4 separate regions of the Mus musculus genome follow, and regions 2, 3 and 4 are each linked to region 1. The links are chromatin contacts, called in public HiChIP or PLAC-seq and promoter capture Hi-C maps. All regions are on one chromosome and are shown on one strand. The core of a region is the stretch at or near the end of the contact, and the rest is flanking DNA. Distances in the headings are between cores, read along the strand shown. Region 1 holds the start of Six3os1 (SIX homeobox 3, opposite strand 1). Region 2 overlaps Camkmt (calmodulin-lysine N-methyltransferase). Region 3 overlaps Camkmt (calmodulin-lysine N-methyltransferase). Region 4 overlaps Camkmt (calmodulin-lysine N-methyltransferase).

Region 1 (6,250 bases), core at 945-3,444:
AACTCTTAATATCCTCTCTCTCTCTCTCTCTCTCTCTCTCTCTCTCTCTCTCTCTCTCTTTCTCTCTCCTCTTCCTCCTCCTCTTGCTCAAAGAAGTTTTGATCAAAAATTCGAAAAGGAATAGGAGTAGAGTAGTTGAATGCAGCGAGCTATTCGTTACACGGAGTGTTTGGGGTTAGGAAGAGACTCCAGCCTCAGGAGCACCAGGCAGCCTTAGATGAGGCTGGGGATCAGGTGACCTGGCAAGGTTTGCACATGGTATCTCAGCCACCTCCTTCTGTCTATGTGACCACTGGTCAGGAAGAAAGAGGAGAGATGACGAGGCTCACTGCATAGTCACCGTAGCAAGCTGCTGGGGGAGCCTAGATCTGGGAGACAGAATATGGTACATAGGGAGTTGAAGCCAGGGCTAAGATTAACAAGCAGGAGGCTATGAGGCTTTCCTGGCCAGTCAGTGCCCTTGGACTACATTTCCCAACTCTTTCCACACCATTGCACAGTTCTGCTCCCAGCCAAGCATTGGTGAAGTTTTCCATCACTATGCATTTTATAACAGTGGAGACATTACACTTTCTCTGTCTTCAAAATCAACTCCACTCTTTGTTCCCCCACCCCCCAGACTTCAGCTGTCTCCCACAGTGGTAGACTAGCAACAGGAGGCCAGAAACCTAGGGACTCTGGACCTAGGGGAGGATGCCCACTTTTCCTACCATGGGTACAACCCCTGTCATGCCCAACATCCCCCAAAAGATACAGAAACTTTAGAGGCCACCCTGAGTAAGCGCCCAAGGCCTGAAAGCTCATAATGTAAATAACTACAATACATAATTAAAGCCAAAATTCTCCATACATAAAGCAATATCATAACCCTGAAACAGACTCCCCTTGTCCAAAGAACTCAGAGTGTCTTTCCTGCCTGCGGCTACCACAGCCTCTGGGCCAGGCCCGGGCATTTATTTATTCTTAGGTATGTTGCTTGTGAGAAGTTGTAATCTGCATCTTGAGGCCGGCCTCCCTTTGTGAGGCTTCTGTAACTATGGAAGTGTGATTTACGCAGATTTGTCCGGGTCAGAGACATCTTTCCCTACGCACTGTGTATATTTAGACAGGATTCGGACTGGTGTTAAAAAGTGTATATGTTGAATGGATTCACACACAGTAGCTAACAATGCCCACATTGTCGGCCCATGTACAACGCGTATTGAAACGCAGCGCCCAGACTTCAACTAATCTGCCCTCAATAAAGCTGAAATAATTATCCTAAGCTGCCTTTCCAGAAGAAAAATCATTGAGGAATTCAAAACTTTTTTTAAAAAGATCTTTTCTACATTCCGATGCAGATCTGGGGGCGCGGCGCCGGGTACACACCACTCAGGAGAGCTCAATGAGGGAGAAGTGGAAAAAAAGAAGTTGTGGGAGAATTTAAACGTGAACCCAACTGGAGGCTGGAGCCAAAATGGTCGCAGGCCCTAAATCTCAAGCTCGGATCTTTCTTAGGCCTTGATCCGACAGTGCCAGGTTTTAAAGGGCCGAGGAGTGCAAACTCGGTTTGAGGGTGACACCGAATGTTTGGGTTAGGCTAGGGGACTATACTGGCTCTTTAGCAGGGGGCAGCTCAGGGGCCTAAACTCGCTGACCAGGGCAGAATAATGTTCACCCTAAAAGGTAGATCCGTCGAGCCCCACTTTTGGCGGTCTCTCTCTCTCTCCAAACATCTTCATCTGCACCAGGAGTGCTTTTCCGCTCAACTGCAAGGCTCTGGGCGGTCGCTCTTTGCGGGCCCAGAAAGAGCCCAAAGGTTGGGACACAAAAACAGACACTTCATCTTTTCTTCCGGACCCCTTTCTCTTGTAGGGGGAAGGATTATAGACTGAAAGGTGGGAGGGAGAAGGGGCAGGAGGAGGAAGCAGGGGGAGGAAGGAATGAAAAGGGGGAGGGGAGTGGGTATTGTGCCGCGTGTGGAGGGGGAGAATTCCTACGGGTGGGTTTCCGAATATTGTGTTCAACTTTTTGAAAGCAGCTCGTGACCCCGAAACTGCATCCCCCGGAGCCGGGGACCCAGGCGCCAGGCGGGCGGGTGAACCCGGCCAGTCCCTCCCAATCCCCGCAACCCCCCGCCTCCGAGTGGGGGGGATCCAGGCCTGGAGGGAGGCTGGGCAGGTGCCGAGGGCTGTGCCGACAGCGCTGAAATCGAAAACCCTCGCCACTCATGAAGAACTGAGGCAAAAGGATCACAGATGCTGCTCGGGGCCAGCCCTATACTCCCTCCAGTGCCTGGTCTCCGGTGGACCCGCGGGGCTCTGCAGTTCTCTGGCGGCCGCGCCTTGTAAGCGCTAAGCCGGGAGGAGGGCGCAGGCAGGGCGCACAGCTCTGAGCGCGACCCTACCCGGCTCGGGCCCGCAGCAACCCCGACTGTCCGAGAGCCTCTCCCCAAGCAAGGCTCTGCGCCGCCCTCTGAGCCCACCTCCTGGCCACAACGCTGCCTGCGCTTCTCCAGCCCAGGCCGGAAGCCCTATGCTGCCTCCCGAAGCCGGTAAGTTGAGAGTCCTGAAAGCTGAGCAGGGAGGCGGGGCGGGTGGTTCCTGATGCGTTTTGTAGGACTGGATCCCGCCGAGGCTCCGCAGGGTCTTGATCTAAAAGGTTTGGGTGTGTGCATTTTTGGAGAGGGTGTCTGTGAACCTCTGGAGTCTCCCCAAAATCCCATTCGCTGAGCATTGGTGAGAGGAGCTGGTGCAAAGGACCCAGGCTGCTTTGCTCCCTGATCTGGGGTGGGTAAAGCGAGGGCTCGGAATGGAGCCCAGGGCACTTCCAGAGTGGGTGGGATGCTGAGCACCGCCTGCACTCCGATACTCTCAGAGCCACAAAACCCTAGGGGATTGGCTTGTAGGGCCTCTAGATCTCTTCTCTCTCTCTCTCTCTCTCTCTCTCTCTCTCTCTCTCTCTCTCTCCTCTCAGACTCAAGGACTGGGGACTTGGTGGATCTATGGCATTGGTACCCACAGAGGTCACCTGCACAGATAAATCTGTCGCCACCCTTCAACCCTGGCCTACCGGATCTGCGGGGAGAAATGCAGCATTTGAATTGGGGAGTGTTCAGTCCTGCTCTGCGGGGCATTTATTTACAAATATCAGCTGCAACCCAGCCTTGATAACGTCTCATACAGTCAGAGGACTTTGCGGGAAGCACACTTCCTCCTTGTTTGGGGCTACAGGGAAAGCCCAGGAAAGCGAGTCCCAGAAGGCCTGGGACAGCTACACCCAGTTCACCCATGCTCAACCCGGAACAGCCGACCCAAACGGTCAGGAAGGTTTGTCCTGGGGGCAACGCCTCTTCCGGGCTCTAGGACATTGGAAGACAGAGAGATTGCTGGGTAGCGGGTGGTCTGGGCCTCCCCGCAAGCTGCAAACGAAGGAGCTTGGAGCAGACCGCCAGGGAGGGCGCAGGGGAGCGCAGTACTCAGGCGGAGAGGCCCCGAAGCCCTTCAGGGACTCCGATTACTTTCCTTTGAACAACAACAACAACAACAACAAAAACAACAACAACAACTGCTCCCTCCCCCTTATATCCCCTCCCTTTTTTAGCCTCCGGGCACCAGGCTTCCACGTAATTGTCCTTCTGGACAGTAAACACAGCTCAGTTGCCTCAACTTTCCTGGTGCATAAAAGTTCCCGGCGTGAGGGGAAATTTGAATATTTGATCAGCCCCTTTGAGTGACCCTCATTAGCCTGGCGCCCTGCTAAGGCCCCACCATTGCAAAAAAGCTGCTGGGCCCGGCATTTGTACGCCTTGTTAGCGCTGCTTAATGAAGCCGCCCCGACGGCTCAAAGGCGGCCTCTGGGGCCGGCAGCGCGCACCTCTCGGCACCCCGCTCTGCCTAATGAGCCCCGCCGCCCGCTAAAGGCCCTTCCACCCCCCACATCCTCAAACAAGAGGGGTTTGGCTCCGTCTAGGACCTGAACACCTCCCACCACCGGGCCCAGGAGGGTGGGCACAAACCCAGTCTAGCTGGCTACACGGTGATCTAGCCCCTGGAGAAAGAAGCCAGCTACTTGGAGTATGCAAGCTAAAAATGGTTGTGTGAGTGGGAAAGTAGGGAAGTGGATTTTACAGCCACTAGGTCTAGCTCACCCGTGGGTACCACGAACTTTCCCCCACAGGGCCAGCTGTAAATCAATTAACCAGCCCAGCTCCTTAAAGGTGCATCTGGACTAGTGTTAGAACGTCAGAAGGGCTGGTACACAGGGGAGGGTCAGCTTTCCACTCCCCCCTCAAATTCCTTTGCTCTGGTCTCCCCAGGAGGCCTGGCACTTCTCCCCAGGTGGCCTCACACTTTCTGGAAGGTCAACCTTCCAGGCAACTAGAACTCTAGGCCTGTATTTGAGAAAGGATGGGCAGGTTCAGTTCACACCCCTCGGAGAATGACTTCCAGTTTCACACAATCCCATCCCTGGTCTCTCTTCCATTGCGTTTATAGCCATGGAGAGGTCTGAAGAAGTTAGCCCAGGAAAGACCACGCTCCTTAGGCAAGACTGGGACCCCAAAAAAACCTGGACGAGAGGGGGAAAATCCTAGGAAAAGGGAGTGGAGACAGCCACCCACTAGGACAAGCATCTACTCCTTCTCTCCTCTTCTTGGGCCAAGGAACACAGCTAACTAGTTAATATAAGAAACCATTAGAAACTGCACTTCACTCCTCAGGAAGAGTTGACATCTCTCACTGCCCTCTCGCCTCCATTGTTCTTTCTCCTGGACAGTTGGAACTCAAGGTCCCCTTTCACTCCCTTCTTGAGTACCCCTAGCACTTGCTGGGTTGGTGGAGCAGGGAACTCTCGGTTCTCCACTCAGGACTTTCTGGAAGCCCATCTTCGTATGCTCACCAGCCCACCCTCCTACGCTGGTCAGAGTGAGATTGCTAACCTCAAGACCCCATTCAATGCCAGCTTTCAACTACTGCTGAAGACCAATGTAGGTCCTGGAATAGAAGAACTGCAGAGTGTAAGTCTATTTGACCGGCCCCTCCTCCCTTCCCTCCTTCCATTCGGCTCCACTCCCGAGCCCAGCCCCCTTTCCATTCAATGACCCCCTAAACTAAACCCAAGCATAAACTCCAGGATCATCTCTGAGCCGGACCACAGTAGTGCCCAGGTCACGATCCGTTCTAAGGGCAAAAGCAGCGGCAGAAAAGTCAGGGGCGGGTGCTCTAGGAGAGAGGGAGACCTGAAACGGAGGGTAGGATTCAGTTCCGAGCCCACCGGCTGCTGAGGGGAGGAGGCGAAAGGAGGGGGTTGGGAGTCCACGGGCATTGGGTCGGGGCAGCAGGGACTTCAGGCGACGGCGTGGGGGGCTAGATCCGGAGGAGAGGGGAGGGGTGGCGGGGGTCGGAGGAGCACGCAGGGCGGAGGGGTGTGGGGCTCTTTAAGAGCCACACGGCTAGCAGGAGAGGCGTGCGGCCCTGTGCTGGTAGCGCACTGACCCCGAAGGGGATTTAGCGGGAAGGGAGCGACCGGGTTCTGGGGGCTTTGTCCGGGGGCGCCCAGAAAGGCCGAGGCACAAGAATAAGAAGCGGCTGCAGCGTGAAAGGCTGCGAGGAGCGGCGGCGCTGCTGCTCTTGACTTCTGAGCAGGGCTTAGAAGGCCTGCCCCGGCTTAAGTTGAACTGAGGGTGCTGAGTCCTGAGCGCCGAGTTCAGGAGCCCTGAGTCCTGGCCTCTAGGCTGAGGAGGCGTGGGATAGGGGCGGACGCTGGAGTAGTGGGTCTTCTTGCGACAACCCCCTCTTGGATCTTACAGCCTTGCTACCCTAGCGCAAGGTTGTTAGCCTAGCTTGCCGCGTCTGGCATAGCCAAAGAAATTTACTTTCCCAGCTTGGCTTTTGCTTTTGTGTGTCCACCTCGAGCAGATCCGGAGCTGGCCGACCCCAGACTGATTCTCAACAGGTGGCTGGGTAAGTCTGTTTAAAGAATTCCGTGTAAATCAACAGCTCCTCCCCGACCCCTTCCCTTTCCCCTCCCTCTTTCCCCCTAGGCGGGTCCGAGTTCTCTGGGCTCCTCCCGCCAACGGTGGCTCGGGTGTTGGGGGCGGGGTGGCAGGGTACTTGCACCCTACCATGGGGGCTTTCTGGCTTGGGGTTCCAGGTTAGTAGATCCCTTGTGACGCCTCACCCGGTACCCCGGAGTTCCAATCACCAATGATTACTCTCAGCTTCTGGCACTGAGCCTCTGCGTCCCAAGAGGGGGGAAGGAGACAGCGCGC
Region 2 (6,250 bases), core at 2,564-5,063, 480 kb after region 1:
AGGAGAAACCAGAATAGATACTATAGCAGAGTTACACCCATACACATATTTACAATGGCCTAAGGGGAAGGTGGACTATACAAGAGACTAAAATAGGAACTATGGCAAGGACGCGAAGCCCTTGACCCTGGCTTCTAAGATTAGTAAATTTTAGGTGGAGCCCTTGTTGATCCCAGCTGTTATCAATGTATTCTATCCTGGGTGGTTCCCGTTAGACCTTTTGTGTTTGCATTCCTCTGTTTTATGTAAGATTCCAGTTACCTCAATTGTACCTTGCAAATATGTCACCCAACTTCCTTATTGTCCTCTGCATAAAAAGTCTGATGCTCAGTTGTAAAATTACATTCAGATTCCACACAAACTCTCCTGCGTGTGTGTCTGTCTGTCATTCATCCATGCTTTGCCCACCCGCGTCGAGAGACCCCGTTCCACGCAGACACAGGGACCCAGAAGGTCTGCGGCATCATTATAAGTATATAAGTAATAATCTATCAGAGATCCTGGGTAGTAGCCATTAAACTAAAACCAATTAATCAAGAAATGCTAGGTAAGATTTTTTTTTTTTTTTTTTTTTTTTTTTGTGTTTCGAGACAGGGTTTCTCTGTATAGCCCTGGCTGTCCTGGAACTCACTCTGTAGACCAGGCTGGCCTCGAACCCAGAAATCCGTCTGCCTCTGCCTCCCAAGTGCTGGGATTAAAGACGTGCGCCACCGCTCCTGGCAAGAATATTTTTTAAGAAACAGGAAAATAATCATCAAAATAAATAATTAAGAAAGTCAAATGAAATTTGACCTCTAAGAAGCAGAAAGAATAAGAAAAGTACTACTGACTTCATTATAACCCCTTCAAATATTTTATTTTAACCAGTGCTGTTTTATTTTTAAACTAAGATATTACTAAGTTTCAAACATGTAAGAAACACAAAGATGAATTAAAATGTTTCAGAATGACAACTATGGTCACAGAAATTGATTTTAAATGGTATTTCTGTAACAACAACAAAAACAGGAGGTGACTTGAAACTGGCATTTGAATTTCTATTCGAATTAAGTGTCTTGGGAGCACATATATGTGCCCATTCTTGTGGATGTGTACATGTGGAAACTCTAGGTTAACACAGGATGTCTTTCTAGACAGTTCTCTACATTACTCAACTTGGAGTTTACTGATTGGTTAAGCTGACTAGCCAATGGGTTCCATGGACCCACTTGTCTCCACCCCCCAACAATGAGGTTACAGACATATTTGTACAGCAGGCACTTTACTATCTGAACCACCTCCCCATCTACCAGACCCTTAAAGAAGCCTTGGTGTGTGTGTGTGTGGTATGTATATGTGTGTATATAATATCTATATGTGTATAAACATACATATACATGATTTTTTTACTTTTAGGGTAATTCTGTTAAAACTAGAATAGGCAGTAGAAAAATATTATCATTCCTCTTCCAGAATATCAAACCAGCATCACTTACGGCGCCTGCATTACTCTGCAGGTTAGGGATACTGAGTAAAGATGAGAAAGAAGCACTAAATGTATAATGGACATCCTCACACTGTGGTGGTTTCTCACACTGTGGTAATGTGAATGTTCGTGGCCCAGGGAGTGACACTATTAGGAGGTGTGGCCATATTGGAGTTGTTGCTGTGGGGGTGGGCTTTGAGGTCCTCCTGCTAGCTACCTGGAAGCCAGTCTTCTCCTATTTGCCTTTGGAAGAAGATGTAGAACTCTCAGCTTCTCCAGCGCTAAGCCTGCCTGCACATTGCCATGCTTACTTCATTGACGATAATGGACTGAACCTCTGAACCTGTAAGCCAGCCCCAATTAAATGTTGTCCTTTATAAGGGTTGCCTTGGTCATGGCATCTCTTCACAGCAATAGAAACCTTAATTAAGGCACACATGATTGCATACTGATTCTGAAAACAATTCACTTTACCATGAAAGAAATAAAATAAAGCCATAGACTGATAGCCCAGGAAATATACAGATGCTATGTATTCTTCCATCAAAAAGGAGTTGACCTCTTACAAAAGCTGAATTGAAGACTCCATTACAGTGTCATCTGGGAAACAATGCTTTGTGAGAGTAAAACACTGACTACCAGCTAAAATGTATGCTGCAGATCAACAACCAACATAGAGCGTTTGTTTTCCAACAGCCAGTATACGTAACTCTGGCAACCAAAAGATGAATGGCAGGGTAGCTTCCTACAGTATACTGAACGGTACCATGCCCCAACCCCCAGCCCACACCAAACTCTGAGGGCTAGAAATGCATAAGATATCTTAGCACCTTCTACCAAATGAGCACCAGGTTGAGGGCCTTGAGTCTTGAGGAAGAGAGCTGAAGCAAAAAATGAAGTGACAAATGACTATAGAAAGGGGAACAAGCGTCTCAAGGTCAGGGTGATCGGCAAATGCGGGCTGACCTTGGCAGAAGTTCCAGAACCCGGTCCACTAGTTCCTGTGCATTTCCTAACCACACCTCTCCTCTCCCCTACAGATTTAGGAATTTGTCCAGTACTCTGTACATTCCATTTTGACTAAAATTAGTATCCATTTCTATTATTTTGTAATCAAAAACTTGACAAGGAATAGAAATGATCAAAAGTCAGAGACAAGAGACCTTTAAATCTCTTTAAATCTTTAAATCTCAAGAGCATGTTCTATGAATCAGGACTCACATGCTTTAAGTTGGATCTTGTTTTGTTAGCAGAAGAAAATAAGAATGCCTTAAGAGAAAAACAAGTGTTTAAAAGCAAAGAAAAACAAGTGTTTTTACCTTCAATAAGTCTGTTATGAATATTAAATTACAAAACTTTAATTATAAACAGCAGGATCATTGTTCGCCCATCTTTAGCATCCTTGATATGTTTTAATTGTCTTCTTTTCTTTGTACTATCTCTTTGAGTAGCAACGTCACCTTTTAATTTTTTATACAACACCTTCCCCAAAAAATGAAGTTAGAGTTATTAAAATATTTACATATTTCTAGAAAGGAATTCTTGGTTCAGATGGCATTACCATTTTATGACTGCAGTTTTTACATTAAAGGTTTTTTGTTTTGTTTTGTTTTTTTAATCTCTGAACAAAATCTAGATCTTAGCAAACAGGAAAATGCAGGGCTGGGTCTGCTGCACCTGGGTGCTGTGTGAGCTAAGCATGGAGACACGAGGACAGGCACAGAGGGCTGCTTGTTCTCGCTCATGGGTTTAACCTGAGGATGCTTCCATTCCAGCCAGAGCAACAAGGAGTGGGGATGCTGTTCCTGCTGAGAAATATGCATGGGAACCATGTGACGAAACATCAATTATTAGTGTAAGTAAGGGACAAAGAACAAAGGGGCCCCTGCCTCTTATAGGTGACATCCTGGGTGTCATTGCAGCAACTTAAAGCCAACCAACAAAAATAAATAAAAGTTCTTTACATTCATATATTTAGGTTTTTAAACAAAGAACTTTTGGTAAGTCTATAAACAGGAGCCTGTTGTAAAACGTCCTATAAAGCGCTACAGGAAGGCCACAATGGCTTCTGTTCTGTCCCCTCCCACTCGCCTTCTTTCTTCCATATTTGGTCTCACAGTGACAGCAGCAGATCTACTCCCACACTCATCAAGAAATATTTCCTTAGGCCATTCTGCCCTGCAAGGGTTCAAGAAAATGCACCACAGATCAAGAAAAACAGTTGATGACTTCCTTTGTGACTAAAGACTTAATACTCTCTGCCTTTGTGGTCCTCTGGACCACTGTGATGGGAAGTGATTAGCAATGATAATGAGGTGACCGTTAATCTCTTAGACAACTAAAGAGAAGAGGAAAGAATGAAAGGGGAAACTTTACACAAGATACCAGAGAGGGTAGAGAAAGCTCACCCTGGCAGGATGCAAGCTGTACAGTAAATGGCAGTCTGTCCCAAAAGGCAGGCCAAAGCACAGGCCCCACGGAGCCTGTGTTTTAAATACATAATTAAGTGATTTGAGGTGCAAATTGTGCATACTATCCTCAGGGACCTACACTTACCCTAACTGCTCTCAGATTTTGTATATCCAGAGTCCATCTCTTACAACTGAGCCTAAAGAATCATGACAACAATAATATTAAGTATAAACCTATCTGAGGCTTTATGAATTAACATATACAAGAATTATACACAAAATGACTTGTCGTGTTTTTTATTCCATATAACTGGATAGGACCTTTGGAAATTTTCAAAGCACAAGTCGGGGACTTAAATAACATTGTATCATTATCAAACTCATCTTAGACTTACCATTAATAAGTCTTTATACATGTGCCAGGTGTAATACTACACACCTTTATTCCCAGCACCTAAGAGCAGCAGGCAGGCAGATCTCTGTGAGTTCAAGGCCAGCCTGGTCTATATGGTGAGATCCAAGACAACCACGACTACATCGAGAGAGCATGTCTTTGGGAAAAAATTAAATTTAAGAACATAAATCTTTAGTCAGTCTATGGTGGTGCACACCAGATTCCAGAAAGATGTTAGGGATGGCAAAGAGGAGTACGCATCTAATAATATAAGACCATTTCGTTCAATTTACAAGATAACTTGTCTGGCTTCACTTCTAGCTCACTATATGGAAAACTGTGGGTCACATGCATCTTTCAGAGGACTCTTTGGTAAGCCTGGGACATTTCCCACATCGTGAATTCCTTCTTTCCAGAATGAAATCAAGAATGCCCAGTCTTAGCCAATCAAGTCCTGCAGGTGAGCCATTTATTGCCGGGCAAAGGTGAGGCCCTTGTCCCTGGGGTGCACTGTTCTACTGAGTGTAAGGGAAGGACTTCGTTATTTTAGAGGCAGCCATGTGAGAGCATTTAGTACTTACTGAGCACAGACTGGGTTCAGTGCTGAGCAGGAACAGCAACAAGACATCTGTCAGAGCTACTTTCCAGATGTTACAGGCAGTGTGCCTGATCATCTTCCCTAAATCTAACCTTCTGGCTCAACAAAAACTTCAAGAGTCTCAAAACCGTAATACATTTCCTTCTGTAAAACAGAGTATGTGCAGTTGATTATCCTAGTGATCCCTAGCAGATTCACATAGAAGGACCCTTCCCTGGCTACGGGCAACCTCTATGAACCAAACATATTACTACCTAGCTTTCAGCACACAGCTAGGCCCGAACTGAGCTGCAGACTATAACATAGAAATTCCCAGCGCACACTCCAACTTCCCTCTCGGTGAGTGTCTTCTTGTACTGTAGAAGCGTGAAACCCACAGCTACTTTCCCAGGTTGCATTGCAATGCACCTAAAGTACTAGGAGTGAATTAGGCTACATCCCTCAGATGTACACACATGAGATCTGAGGTGTAAATAAAAGCCAATGCTGCATCTACTAGAGAACCCAGTGATGGATGGACAGTGTGTTCAGGGGGTCTGGGAAAGCTTACCAATGTTCTAGCATTAACTACAAAAGCAGTGTCCAGACCCTCAAGTCAACATTTCCAGGGGTGCCCTTCTGACTCCTCATTATGAAGGTAGAGGGGGTGGTGAGGAGCCCGTGGGTGGAGGGACAGCAGGAAGCTGGGGATGACAGTCATCCTTCCCTAGGGCTCCAGAATGGGTGCTCACCTATGTACATCTTCACCTCACACCCTTGGGAATGGGTGCTCACCTATCTACATCTTCATCTCACACCCTTGGGAATGGGTGCTCACCTATATACATCTTCACCTCACACCCTTGGGAATGGGTGCTCACCTATATACATCTTCATCTCACACCCTTGGGAATGGGTGCTCACCTATCTACATCTTCATCTCACACCCTTGGGACCTGGGTCAGATTTCTGACTTGGAGAAGAATAATGATACATTTATGCCATTTAAACACACCGTTTGTGATAACTTTTATGTCAGCCATAAAAAATCAGTACAAATACTAACTGCACAACTGCGGCAATATTTAGAATACCAGAAAGTCAAAAAAGTTAAACAGCAATCAAAAGGAAGAGAATCTAATTAAGAAATGGTTAATAATGTAATACTATGCGGCCACTAAAAGGATGAACAAGAAGTATGATAGGTTGATATGCCAAGATCTTTTAATATGCTAGAGAAAATGAGAGCACAGGCTAATTAATGCATGGTATGACCCACTCTGCCTTTCAATTTTATGTTTATATGCTTATAAATGTATTTTGAAAGTCTACAAGGGGACTAGTAAGATGGTTCAGTAAAGAAAGACACTTGCTACCAAGCCTGATAACCTGAGTTCCATCCC
Region 3 (6,250 bases), core at 1,979-4,478, 460 kb after region 1:
AGTAGGCAGCGTACAGAGCCCCTACCATCCACACCAAGTGAGAACAGACGCACACCCCCTGGCAGAGCTGCACAGCGTTACATTTTCTTGTTACAGTTCGGTATCATTGCAGGAAGATAAACACACCCCACAGTCTAACTTAATAGACATGAAGAAGTCATACGCTATTGTTCAGCGTCCCAGCCAGCCACCGTGCGTGATCAACCTTTTTTCATTTCTGGCTTCATTATGAAGATGATGTCTTTCAACTGTGGTGACTAAGCCTGTGAAACTACAGAGCACGAAATGTATAGAACCTTTATGAGAATAATACTGAACAGCTTAAACGTAAAACCTGCAATTAAATTCCAAACCTAAGCACTTCACCCTCAGGAAAACGCTAAGCAGCTCCTCGGCAACACCCCTGATTTACACCCCCCCAAAGTCGGCAGGACTGTCGTATGCGCTCATGTGCAACACTGATGCAGGCGGGAACTTCTCAAGTACTGTCCGAGGAAAACACAGTTATATTTATCCACGCTTTTCAAAACTAACAAATTTCAACTTGGCATGCCAGGGACAGGAGCTTTTTCATTTTCAAAAAAGCCGTCTTCTGTCACATGAAAAGCCCCGAGAGTAAAATATTTCAGTGTAGCTCTGTGTTAACAATGGATGTGCCATCAGATTACCATACACGTGAATAAAGCACCAAATGATACGAACTTTTTTTTCCACACTTTAGATTTTGATGTGAAATGAGTCTAATTATTTATTCATAGCTTTTCCTCTAAGGAGTTCAAAGCACTATATTTTAAATCTTCAAACGCAGATTTCCTGAACTCTAACATCTACTGGAGGGGGACAGGAAAATGTGTGACAAGAAAAAAGATTAAATAGCACAAAAGAAAAGATGGGCCGGAAGGACCCAGCACGCTTCAAACATGAGGTGGGATGGAAGGACCCAAGCAGGCGTTGAACACGAGGCGGGATTTTTTTTTCATTCACTTATTCCTTCAGTCATCCAAGCATTTATTACAACCTCCCAGAAGAAGAGATTCACGCCAGATGTTAGCGATGTAAAAACCACCCCAGTTCCAGCAGACGGAGGCATGGCTGACATCAAGAATAACTGGGTGCCCCAAATGCTATAATACAAGGGGAGGAGGCTTCAGCAGGAAGGGAAGGTCTCAGTTATACTCTGAAGCTGGCAGAAGTTTGCCAGAGAATTCTGAGACAACCTGGAGACGGAGGCTGACATTGCGCTACGGTGCAAGGAAGCATCGAAAGCTTCGAGCTGGTCAAGGGGCGTGGGGAAGACACGGCTCCGAGGCCGTTTTGTGAAAAGACTTCATCAACCTTCATCAACATACAATAAGCAGATGTAAAATGATATGCATTTTATCTTGCTTCATATGCACATGTACATTTTGGTTTTATGTATGTAGTTTTACTTTACGCATGCATACAGAGAGAGAAAGAAAAAGACAGACAGAGGGACAGAGACAGAGACAGTGACAGAGCAAGCAAGCTCTATGGGGTATTCCATCTGATGTCTCTGAGCCTGATGAGCCCCTCTTTCCGTCTGGCCTCTGAGGATGTTGACAGGGCCGGTGGCAGGGCCCAGCCACACAGCTTTCTCCTCCCTGCATCTGTACAGTTCCTTCTCTTAGGTGGAAGCTCACTTAGGAAAAGTTAAACCACTGGGCCAGATTGATTTATCTCCCAAGCTGCTACCAGCATGCCCATTCACCAAGGGAGCAGATGTTTCTCTTAAGGACTACGGAGGGGCAGCCTCTTCTGCATCACTCCTGTGTTACCTGCACACAGTAGACACTGAAGGAAAGAAAAGGGAAAAAATGTAGCTTAAGTCTCAGAAATGCAGATGAAAGAGAATATTCTCTTGCTTTTATATTATTTCAAGTATAAAAGCTCCTGTGTCAAAATACTCAGAACACTGTGGCTCAAAATAGAAAAGATAGAACCCAATTATCAGACTGATTTGTAGTTCCAAGTCTTCAAATCACCTTCTACAGAAGCACTCACTAATTGATATCGACAGAGGGATACAGCAGAAAACTGAAACCTTCTTGTCTATAGATATATAGAGATGATACAGACACAGATGGTTAATTGATAGATAGATAGATAGATGTTAGATAGATAAAGCAATAGATAGGTAGATAGATAGATAGATAGATAGATATTAGATAAATAGATGTTTGATAGATGATATATAGATATAGATGGATAGATAGATACACAGATGCATAGATACATAGATAGGTGATAGATGATAGATACATAGATGATAGATATTTAGATGATAGATTATAAATAGATAAGATAGATGATAGATACATACATACATAGATACATAAATACATAGATATATAGATACATAGGTGATAGATACATAGATGATAGATTAAAAATAGATAAGACAGATAGATGATAGATACATAGATGATAGAGAGATGGATAGATAGATAGATAGATAGATAGATAGATAGATAGATAGATAGATAGATAAAAATAGATGATAGATACAGAGATATGGGGGAAGCAGGAGAAAAACTCAACAAATTAAAGGGTATTACTTATTCTGTATTGGGTTAAGAAATTATAACTGCTTTTTTTATACAGTTAAGCATGTATATTTGATGACTCCATAAAACACTATATTTAGCTGGGCAGTGGTGCTGCACACCTTTAATCCCAGCACTTGTGGGGACCACAGGCTGGTTGGATCTCTGAGTTCGAGGCCAACCTGGTTATACAGAGAAACCTTCAAGAAAGGAAAGAAAGAGAGAGAGAGAGAAAGAGAGAGAGAGAGAGGAAGGAAGGAGGATATTCTTGTCCTAGAACATGCTAGAATACAACACAATACCAAGTAAATTAAGATCCACGGCCTTGGCAACGAGAGCTACTCTCTCGATGAGAATGGTGAAGATTCAGGCCAGAGAGTCAGCACTCTGATCTTGTAGCTCACTCACAGTTTAGTCTGCATCTTCTCACCTACCAGCAATGATTGCAGCAGATTGTTAGTCATAGTTTAAAGGTCAAAGAGTTTTATAATCCTGAAAACTCATGATGTGGGCAAAGGATAACTATTTTCTAGCAAGTCAAATCAAAAGCCATGAAGAGCATGAAGACGTCTCAAACAGAAAAAGAGACTGGAATATAAATATGTACTGAGTCACAGGGAAAGTGTTCTGACATTTAAACAGACAGCAAGTGAGCAGGAAAAGTTACCAAGAAAGTGGAGCTGGGACAAAGACAGGGTAGGGCGTAACCTGGGTGGGGACAGGCACAGCACTGAATGCGCACATTCCTCTCTCAAGGTGTGGAATTCAGGCAGAAGGGCTGATGTAACACAAGCTATTTTGAGAAAAAGCAGAAATATCAATACAGCTATAAAGGGAGAATTCTGACCCCTCCAACTTAAAAGGAGTTCGTTGGAAAAATAATGCCATTTAAAAAAAAATGGTTAATGAGAAAAAACAAGGGACAAAGGTTTTGTGGCTTAAAATCAGCAACCATAGCACAGAATGGTGAGAGTGAGGGTACATCTGTGGAACATGAACGGGAATGCCTAGGATGGGCTGGCAAAGTTCAAGGCCATCCTAGACTATAAAGACAGTCTATCTCAAAAATCAACAAAGAAAGAAGAGGGAAGGGGAGGGGACAGAAAGGGAGGGGAGGGCAGCGAGGGGAAGGGAATGAATGCGCTACTTAAGAGACTGTGACACACAACTTCAGTCTCAGTTACTCAGGAGACCAGAGGCTGAGGGATCACTTGACTCCAGGAACTTCCGGTTAGACAAACATGGTAAAAGGATAAAGTAAGTGTGCTCTGTTCCTAAGCCCCTTTCTGATGGAGATGACCTCTGCCCTGTGACCCTAAAGGAACTGACCTAAAAAGAAAGTCCCAGAGGTCAGCAAAACTAGAAACAAGGAGGCATAGCTCTCTGAGTCCTACTCAATTACCTCATAACTGCATCGCCTGACCGTGCGAGAGCGGGAAAGGTAGGAAACAAGGAGGCATAGCTCTCTGAGTCCTACTCAATTACCTCATAACTGCATCGCCTGACCGTGGGAGAGCGGGAAAGGTAGGAAACAAGGAGGCATAGCTCTCTGAGTCCTACTCAATTACCTCATAACTGCATCGCCTGACCGTGGGAGAGCGGGAAAGGTAGGAAACAAGGAGGCATAGCTCTCTGAGTCCTACTCAATTACCTCATAACTGCATCGCCTGACCGTGGGAGAGCGGGAAAGGTAGTTTAAGTAGGCCGTTCGTTCGTTTGTTCGTTCGTTCGTTCGTTCGTTCATTCTTCAGGGTTGCACATCGCATGCTGAGCTACACATACACAGTCAGCATTTGTGCATTTCCACCTGTCAGTCATTTTCCTAGCGTAACAAGATGCAGACAATGATGAATGAGCTTGAAAATTCCAAATGGGAGTCTATTCTTGAAAAGTTTTTAAATTATTGCTACATAAATGCTGTAAAATAAATGTTAAAATGTTTCAAAAGGGGCTGGAGAGATGGCTCAGCGGTTAAGAGCACTGACTGCTCTTCCGAAGGTCCTGAGTTCAAATCCCAGCAACCACATGGTGGCTCACAACCATCCATAACGAGATCCAGAAGAGGAGAGGGGTCACCCTCTTCTGGAGTGTCTGAAGACAGCTACAGTGTACTTACATAATAAATAAATAAATCTTTAAAAAAAATGTTTCAAAAGGGGGCTGGAGAGATGGCTCAGCGGTTAAGAACACTCACTGCTCTTCCAGAGGGCCTGAGTTCAATTCCCAGCAACCACATGGTGGCTCACAACCATCTGTAATGGGATCTGATGCCCTCTTCTGGTGTGTCTGAAGACAGCTACTGTGTACTCATGTACAGAAAATAAATAAAAAAATTTTTTTAAATGTTCCAAAATGGCTGGGCACTGGTGGCACACGCCTTTAATCCCAGCACTCGGGTGGCAGAGGCAGGCGGATTTCTGAGTTCGAGGCCAGCCTGGTCTACAAAGTGAGTTCCAAGACAGCCAGGGCTATACAGAGAAACCCTGTCTCAAAAAAACAACAACAAAAAAAAGTTCCAAAAGATTAACATCATAAAAAAAAATCATCATAAAACTCAGTTGGGTGCCACAGAATACTGGAAACAGTGACTGGGTGCTACCAACAATTCGATCACACTGAACACAGACCTTGTTTAACCTATATTTAACCAAACTACTACTACTAATCAGTATCTCTTCTACCTATCCATCTATCTATCTATCTATCTATCTATCTACCTATCTATCTCTCTATCTATCATCCATCCATCCATCCATCCATCCATCCATCCATCTATCCATCTTCCCATCTGTGGTGCTGTCAATTGAACCCACTGCCTCACACTCGTTGGACAGGGGCATTGCTGCAGAGCTACAGACCCCGCCCTCACACACCTGACGTCTGCAGAGGAGTCTTCAAATTCCCCTTTCCGGAATTCCATCTCTGTGTCCTGGATGGGAGGACAACTGCAGCGCACCCTCCGCCCCGCGGCTAGAGAGAAAACATCTCTCAGCACAGATTGGATCATTAGCTCCTCCTGCAAAACCACACTAAACACTTATGAACATAAAATGGTTCATAAAATCCACTTGTAAAATAACCTTTCATTGTATGAATTATGAAATGAAGGATTTCAAAACTTGAATCTTACAGGTGTCTAGAACAGAACACCACTATAAGTATCAAAAGTTTATGTTGATTTATTTGTTAAAGATCTAGGACATGATACTTTATGCCTTCTTTAAATGAGTATCACTGGGCTGGAGAGATGGCTCAGCGGTTAAGAGCACTGACTGCTCTTCCAGAGGTCCTGAGTTCAATTCCCAGCAACCACATGGTGGCTCACAACCATGTGTAATGAGATCCAAAGCCCTCTTCTGGTGTGTCAGAAGAGAGCTACAATGTACTCACATATATAAAATAAATCTATTTTTTAAAATCATTATTTTTTTCTGGATATAAGGTCATTATTATGGGTATAAGTTATTTTCATTGTTTACTATATAATGACATAGCCCCAAGATTTACTGGTACTGCCCTGAAAGGTTGGCAACTAAAGACAAACCCACCCCCACCCCACCCCCCCCACCCCCCCACCCCCCGTCAGCCTGTCCTCAGGCTCAGAAGGGTTTTTATTACCTTTGAAGATTTGTTGACAATCAGATTGCACGGGTAGGTAGCACATGCCTGTTCCTCAGAACTTGAGA
Region 4 (6,250 bases), core at 2,744-5,243, 360 kb after region 1:
TATCATATGGAAAATAATACCCAGGGCTTGTGGTCTTGTGTGCAATGCTGGCTCGTTACCTTAGAAACGCAGGCGCAAAGAGCGAAAGCACTGTGAGAGAGGGTCTTGGGCAAAGGGATAACCCTGAGCTTTAGATTCAAAGGGAAAACAAACAAAATACAAAGAGAAAGGGAAGGAGGAAGGATGGACAGACATATTGTTGTCTCCCACTCTACCCCATCCAAGAATCAAGGGGGTACCTAGAGTTCATTGTCCCCATAATCTATGCCAATACACAAAATGCACTGTGGTAGTTTGAAAGAAATGCCTCTCCTAGTCTCATGAATTCGAATATTTGGTCCCCAGTTCATGGCACTATTTGTGGAGGCTAAAGAGGTCTGGCCTTGTTGGAGGGAGATCACTAGAGGCAGGCTTTGAGAGTTAAAGGCTCACAGTAGTTCAAGTTCCTTCTCTCTGTTCTGTGTGTTTGGTTGCAGAAGTGAGCCCTCCACATGCCGCTCCTGCTATCATCCATGCCTTGGCCTCACCCTCCTGGGCTCTAACAATCTAGAACTCTTAAGTCCAGATAAACTCTGTCTTCCATAAGTTTCTTTGGCCGTGGTGTTTTATCACAGTGATAGAAAAGTGCCTGATACAGATGCTAAGTTGGTAACTATTGAATAAGGGGGTTTAAGCTAAGTGAATATTAGTTAAGTAAAAGAACTAAAGCCATTTCCAGAGAACATTAATAACTATTAGATCCACAAGACTCTAATCAGCATATATTCTTTGTGTTTGTCTTTCATCTACTTTCCTAGACTAACAGAAAAATGCTCTCATCTAAGGTTTTTCCCATCACAATACACAATTCCCATCCGTGTGTCTCAGGGGTCAGTTTGCAGCCTGAAGCAGGGATGGTAACAGGGAAGATTACAAGGCGCGATTGCTGTAATGATCACCTTCTACCTGAGCTTCAGTTCAGAATCACCTTCCTGCTGCATTGTAATCAAGCAGGTCGAAGCCCTTAGAGATAAGAAAAGAAGGACATCGTATCATTTGAGCATCTCCCACATGCCAGAGCTGACATCAAAGCTCTTATTTAATTCCCATAAGAAACCCGGGAAATGAGTATGATGTCAAAGGAGGACACTTCAGTATGAGCATGGACTGCGCCCCGGATAGTCCTGATTGCAAGCCCTGGGCTCTAAATGAGTCTTATTCCATCTACTGCTAATTGTGAACCTGTAATGACTTCCCTCACTGCCTTTAAGGCTTTAGGCTAGTCTTTCATGTTGTCTTTCTTTTTTCTTTTTAAGAATTATTTATGTTATGAGAATGGGTGTTTTGTCCATTTATATTGATGCCCTCTGAATTCCAAGATATTCTCATTGTCTTTGAGACGACCTTGGCTTGGCCCTCTCCTGCCCAGTCAGACCCCTCTCTTCCCCTAGAAACATTTACAGAGCCAGGCACGCCAACCCCATGGGCTTATCTTCATTTATCCTTAGGTATTTACAGCCTATATCCTAAAGGGATAAGTACACAGACACACACAGACACAGAGACACACACCCACACAAACAGAGACACACACACACATAGACACAGACACACACACAGACACACACACAGAGACACACACACAGAGACACACGGACACAGAGACACATACAGAGACACACACAGAGATACACAGAGACATACACACACAGAGAAACACACACAAACATATAGACAGACACACACAATGTTTGCCAATGGAGAAATAACACCAACACAGGTTAGATGTTGCTTTGTTGGAGGATCTGTCTTCAGTATGCACTACATTGTACAGGGATTAGGGAAAATTAAGTGGGAAAAGCCTTACAACAGCCCAGGGACACTTCTACCTAAATTTTGTGATTACATTTTAAGTGCTCTCTGTCACAGATATCATAAACTGATTAAATCATTTCATGCCTGACCCCTACTGACTATGCTAAGTGAGGAGAGAGGGCTATTAATAACTCCCCATTTCTGACAGCTGCCCGGGGGCAACGCAGCCTTTTGCAGCAGTGAAATGACTCCCGGCTCACTTACTGAATGCTGAATATTGATTCATATTATGAGTGTTGTCAAACACAGAGTGCAGGGCTGCAGATCCGTAGTGGCAGGTCATCAGGCGTAGCATTAGCAAATGTCAGGTCAGGAATCAAAGGCCTGCTGGACTCTTTAGGGATGAGATTTATCGATTCTATAAAATGTGAAAGAGATCAAGTGCGAGTGGTGATGGAAATGGCCGTGGCAGAATGAGGCTGAGCCTGCTCTGATGCGGCCCTCCGCAGAGATTCGTCACCCAGGTGACCAACTGGGCTGCACAGGACAGGGGCGACAGCAGCCTGGGGCTAGGATAGAGAGTTTAGGGCTAGACATCAGCTCTCAGGTGTGGAGGTGGTCAAAGGCGGCCAAAGGTAAGTGTGCCTGTGTTCATAGTGTACAGTACTCACAAACCCACATGCAAAGGGTATGGCCGGATATCGGCAAATGTTACAGCCACAGAGAAAGCTAGGAAAGGCACAGCTGGACATCTTTCTGACTCCTTCCTTGGAAGGCCATTGGAATACATCTCGTTTCTAGATTTTCACTATTTGAATTAATTTTTGAATCAAATACTATCACCCCAATCTTATTAATCTGTAAGCTGTCCATTAAAACTGGCCGCTCATAATCCCCTCCCTGCCACCTTCATCTTCACACAGTTAATTACAGAGAGGGCTGTAGAGCAGATATGAGAGCTCTAGGTTTCCTCCCACCCTTGTTCTGTCACTTACTCTGTGACCGAAGACAAGCTACCACTCCCCTAGACACTGGATGTACACTAGCTCTACAAACAGATTTTATGACACATTTTGATGTTTTTAATATCTTATAAAAGGACAAGCTCAGTATAGTCACTGGCTTTTGAATTTAACTGAATAAGAGAGGAAATACAAAAATAGCCTTTTTTGAGGCTGTAAAAAGATTATAAGTGGAATGCTTTTAGTCATAGAGAGTATTTTCTAAGTTACCCAGCACTTAGTTCAGCACCTCCCAGCACTTGGTTCAGCACCTCCTAGCACTTAGCTCTGCACCTCCTAGTACTTGGTTCAGTATCTCCAGCACTTGGTTCAGTATCTCCCAGCACCTCTGGGAATGTTTTGGAACACCTTGCTAAAGGAAGTTTGCAACAGCAATTTCTTTCCTCTCCCTCCCTTCTGTAAGGCACAGAGCCTTCTTTAATTAAATTCATACTATCCCAGAGTCTTGCATATTTCACAAGGGAAAGCCAGTAGCCACCACATCCTAATTCTATTTATTATGTGTGGATAGGTAAACGCAAACTGGTTGTTACTGAACACTTGAGTTTTTACTTTCTTTAGAGAACATGCTTTTTGCCCACTGTAGCATGTCCTCACTGATTGTCGTTGAGCCACAAAATGAATTGCAGAAAATTAAACAAAACTATCCTTTAAAACAAAAACAAAACATGGGGTCTCATTACATAGTCCTGACAGGCTTAGAACTTCCTATGTAGACCAGGCCAGCCTTAAACTCATAGAGACCCTACTGCCTCTGCTTCCCAAGGCTCCCATATCCAGTACACAACTTTTCTTCTAAAAACCACGTGTGCCCTAGTCAATCCCAGATTAGTTCTGATCCTCCTGCCCTTTAAATAAAAATGCTAAAGAAAACATGCTTTTTTTTCCCTCTTCCCTTCAGTCTCCCTTGCATTTCCTCTTGTGGCCTGGGGAAGCGGCACCGGTAGCGGTATCGGTAGCGGTATCGATACCGGTACCGGGCCTTACCGCATGCCCATCAAAGCATCTCGGAAGCCTTGCTCTGAATAAACAGGTGCTAAGGTTACTCAGCTGTTCTAAAACTAAAGATTGATATTTTCCTCTGCTTCTATTAGCAGACCTTTAGGGACGCGTTAGCACTGGATAATGGTTGCAGCAGCTTAAGCCTCATGCTGTGATTTTTAACAGCAAGCCGGTCTTTGACCGGCAAACAATGGCGGCTCCCCCGCAGCCCTAACCTAATAAGGACTTAGTCGCAGCCTTAGGCAGTTTGACCAAACCTGAAGAGAAATCTGACTTCCAATGTACTGACTCCACTTTAAAGACAATGGCCTAGCTTAATTAACACTGTATTCCTTTGTCACTCAATCAATTTAGAATCTTGTCCTTTAAGCATCAACTCTACCAGCTTACAAAGAAAAAGAAAACGGAGGCTCGAGCAGCTGGAAACCCCCTTTGGCTTGTAGACACAGGCATCTGGGAGCCAGCAGCAGAACAAATAACCCTTGCATGAACTGCTGAGTCGCCCAAACATTCAGGTAACCGTTAGCACCAGCCTATGAGATCATTTCTTCCACCATTTTTAGAAATAAGCATGGGATGTATTTAATGTAGTACCAAAATTATTTTCTTTCCAGCTCCCTCTTTTTCTGGAGCTGGGCATTAAACTGAAAACATTAGGTCTGTTGTTACAACCATGTCTGGGCCATCACAGCCTGGCAGACTTGTCCCAGGAGCCCGTGGGGTGCCATGAGCTCATTTGACTTTCTTGCCACCCCTCCATCATTGCTTTTACCCAATATACATCATCTTCTGAACCGAAATGAAAATACCGTGGATTCTAACTCAGCCCCACGTGGATTTCCACTTTTAAATACCAGCCGACAACTAAGGGAAGTTAATGTGGTGGACCATACACTAAAGCAGTGTTCTGGACTCCCACTAAGGAGGCTGTCACCCCATGAGAAATGCACAATTCCGCACTTAACCTTCTACATTATAAAAATTGTTTAATTATTTGAAATACTTAACCCTGCAACCTGATGTGTTTATAAAAAGATAAAAGAGATATATGTTCTATGGTATGGGGATGGCTCAGCGGGCCCATGCCGAGGCATCCCTTCCCTCCTGAGGGGCCAGCCACACAAAGGTATAGTATAGAATAGATTTATTCAGGGCATGGAGAGGGGAGTTAAGAGGGTAGTAGAGGCAGAGAAAGGCAGAGAGAGAGAGAGAGAGAGAGAGAGAGAGAGAGAGAGTAGAGAAGTAGAAGACAGCCATGGCCATGAGCATGTGGAGAGAGGGGGAAGGGAAAGGAATGGGGAGAGATGGGGAACAAGAGCAAGAGAGAAGCAAGAGATCAAGAGGGCAAGAGAAAGACAGGAGGGGGGCAAGCAGCCCCTTTTAGAGTGGGCCAGACCTATCTAGCTATTGCCAGGTAACTGTGGGGTAGAGTTTAGACAGAATGTTAACACAGTCAGTCCTGAAATTTTTCTGTATTCTGAAAATTTTAGCACCAGAAGTAACAGAAAAATCAGATTGGGTCAGACCACTTAACATTTCTCACCACAGAGAATGGAAAGATGGCTTAGCAGCTGAGAGTGCTGGGGGTGGGGGGGTCTGACCAGCCCGTGGATGCTGGTGCCCACACACCGGATGTGTTGGATCTTCCGGAACCTGTGGTTACAGGCTAGCCTGATCTGAGTTATAACGTGGTACCCAAATTAACCACGCCTCACTCTTTCCTTGTCACAAATATTCTTATTTCAGATTTTCTAGTTGGTTTTGAGAGGACTTTTCTAGTTGGTTTTAAGAGGACTTATGTGAAAAATGAATGTTCATAGGGGCCACACTGTACTTAATGAATAATTCCCAACAGTTGGAAAGGAACCTTAAATGCAGAAGAGTACATACAAGTGAACTCTGCACTCAGAAGAGGTTTGAGTGGTTGTATTTATATGTACTGTTTGGTTGGTTGGTTGGTTGGTTGGTTGGTTGGTTTTGGTTTGTCGAGACAGGGTTTCTCTGTGTAGCCCTGGCTGTCCTGGAACTCACTTTGTAGACCAGGCTGGCCTCAAACTCAGAAATCCACCTGCCTCTGCCTCCCAAGTGCTGGGATTAAAGGCGTGCGCGACCACTGCCCAGCTTAGATGTACTTTTTTGAAGCAGTAGTCTTAATTTAAAAATATAGATTTTAAATCTACAGTACATTATCATTATAGTACATTATGGTTAAACAGTATGTATCTTGTTGGGTAGCAAGATATTAAATTACATATAGAGGCTGGGAGCATCAAATGGCCAGGCCATGAATATAATGATATAGAAAACACTTTTGATAGGAACAAAGGAAAAAGGAGAGAGATAAACTTTATGAGGAATGTGCAATCCCTGTATGAAGACTGTGTCTGCTTTTCCAGTGTCCCTAGCAACCTCCAGTGTGAGCAGGACAAATG

What was found. Promoter capture Hi-C pulls out the DNA fragments that hold promoters and counts their contacts. HiChIP or PLAC-seq counts read pairs in DNA pulled down with a chosen protein or histone mark.
Region 2: a contact with region 1 is called in an H3K4me3 HiChIP or PLAC-seq map of stem cell-derived neural progenitor cells, with 30 read pairs. The contact joins the enhancer-like site here to the promoter of Six3os1 in region 1. A contact is called at or near these places in 2 of 39 promoter capture datasets (the 3T3-L1 cell line and liver), 1 of 484 Hi-C or Micro-C datasets (bone marrow-derived macrophages), 16 of 115 datasets of contacts at active chromatin or transcription factors (bone marrow-derived macrophages, craniofacial prominence, embryonic basal ganglia and 10 more) and 4 of 9 other capture datasets (adipose tissue, liver, macrophages and 1 more).
Region 3: an H3K27ac HiChIP or PLAC-seq map of embryonic stem cells shows a contact between it and region 1, with 6 times the contacts expected there. The contact joins the enhancer-like site here to the promoter of Six3os1 in region 1. A contact is called at or near these places in 4 of 39 promoter capture datasets (the 3T3-L1 cell line, frontonasal cranial neural crest, hematopoietic stem and progenitor cells and 1 more), 4 of 484 Hi-C or Micro-C datasets (bone marrow-derived macrophages, embryonic stem cells, lens fibers and 1 more), 17 of 115 datasets of contacts at active chromatin or transcription factors (SST interneurons, bone marrow-derived macrophages, craniofacial prominence and 10 more) and 5 of 9 other capture datasets (adipose tissue, embryonic stem cells, liver and 2 more).
Region 4: a contact with region 1 is called in a promoter capture Hi-C map of embryonic stem cells, with 2.6 times the contacts expected there. The contact joins the enhancer-like site here to the promoter of Six3os1 in region 1. A contact is called at or near these places in 8 of 39 promoter capture datasets (the 3T3-L1 cell line, the C10 cell line, embryonic stem cells and 4 more), 1 of 15 datasets of contacts at CTCF or cohesin (the NIH/3T3 cell line), 8 of 115 datasets of contacts at active chromatin or transcription factors (craniofacial prominence, embryonic basal ganglia, embryonic forebrain and 5 more) and 4 of 9 other capture datasets (adipose tissue, embryonic stem cells, liver and 1 more).

The regions. Positions count from the first base shown.
Region 1 is chr17:85,614,340-85,620,589 of GRCm38.p6, reverse strand. Six3os1 (SIX homeobox 3, opposite strand 1) reads left to right here and starts at 2,194. Exons shown (of 4, transcript NR_038085.1): 1 at 2,194-2,533; 2 at 4,847-4,996; 3 at 5,898-5,942. It also overlaps a transcript of Six3 not described here.
Region 2 is chr17:85,140,339-85,146,588 of GRCm38.p6, reverse strand. All of the region lies in intron 3 of Camkmt (calmodulin-lysine N-methyltransferase), which reads right to left. Among named protein-coding and RNA genes, the nearest start is that of Gm36826, 15 kb to the left of the region's middle. Within about 2 kb of position 3,813, at least 18 of the 459 cell types and tissues checked have an H3K27ac peak or open chromatin away from gene starts, as enhancers often do. A contact at or near this core is called in embryonic stem cells, neural stem cells and stem cell-derived neural progenitor cells, where this site is marked.
Region 3 is chr17:85,160,174-85,166,423 of GRCm38.p6, reverse strand. All of the region lies in intron 3 of Camkmt (calmodulin-lysine N-methyltransferase), which reads right to left. It overlaps Gm36826 (a long non-coding RNA gene), which reads right to left. Exons shown (of 3, transcript XR_877067.3): 1 at 6,183-6,250; 2 at 5,438-5,534; 3 at 2,463-4,386. Among named protein-coding and RNA genes, the nearest start is that of Gm36826, 5.2 kb to the right of the region's middle. Within about 2 kb of position 3,228, at least 39 of the 459 cell types and tissues checked have an H3K27ac peak or open chromatin away from gene starts, as enhancers often do. A contact at or near this core is called in embryonic stem cells, where this site is marked.
Region 4 is chr17:85,254,939-85,261,188 of GRCm38.p6, reverse strand. The region is part of intron 3 of Camkmt (calmodulin-lysine N-methyltransferase); the gene reads right to left. Among named protein-coding and RNA genes, the nearest start is that of Gm36826, 100 kb to the right of the region's middle. Within about 2 kb of position 3,993, at least 29 of the 459 cell types and tissues checked have an H3K27ac peak or open chromatin away from gene starts, as enhancers often do. A contact at or near this core is called in embryonic stem cells and stem cell-derived epiblast-like cells, where this site is marked.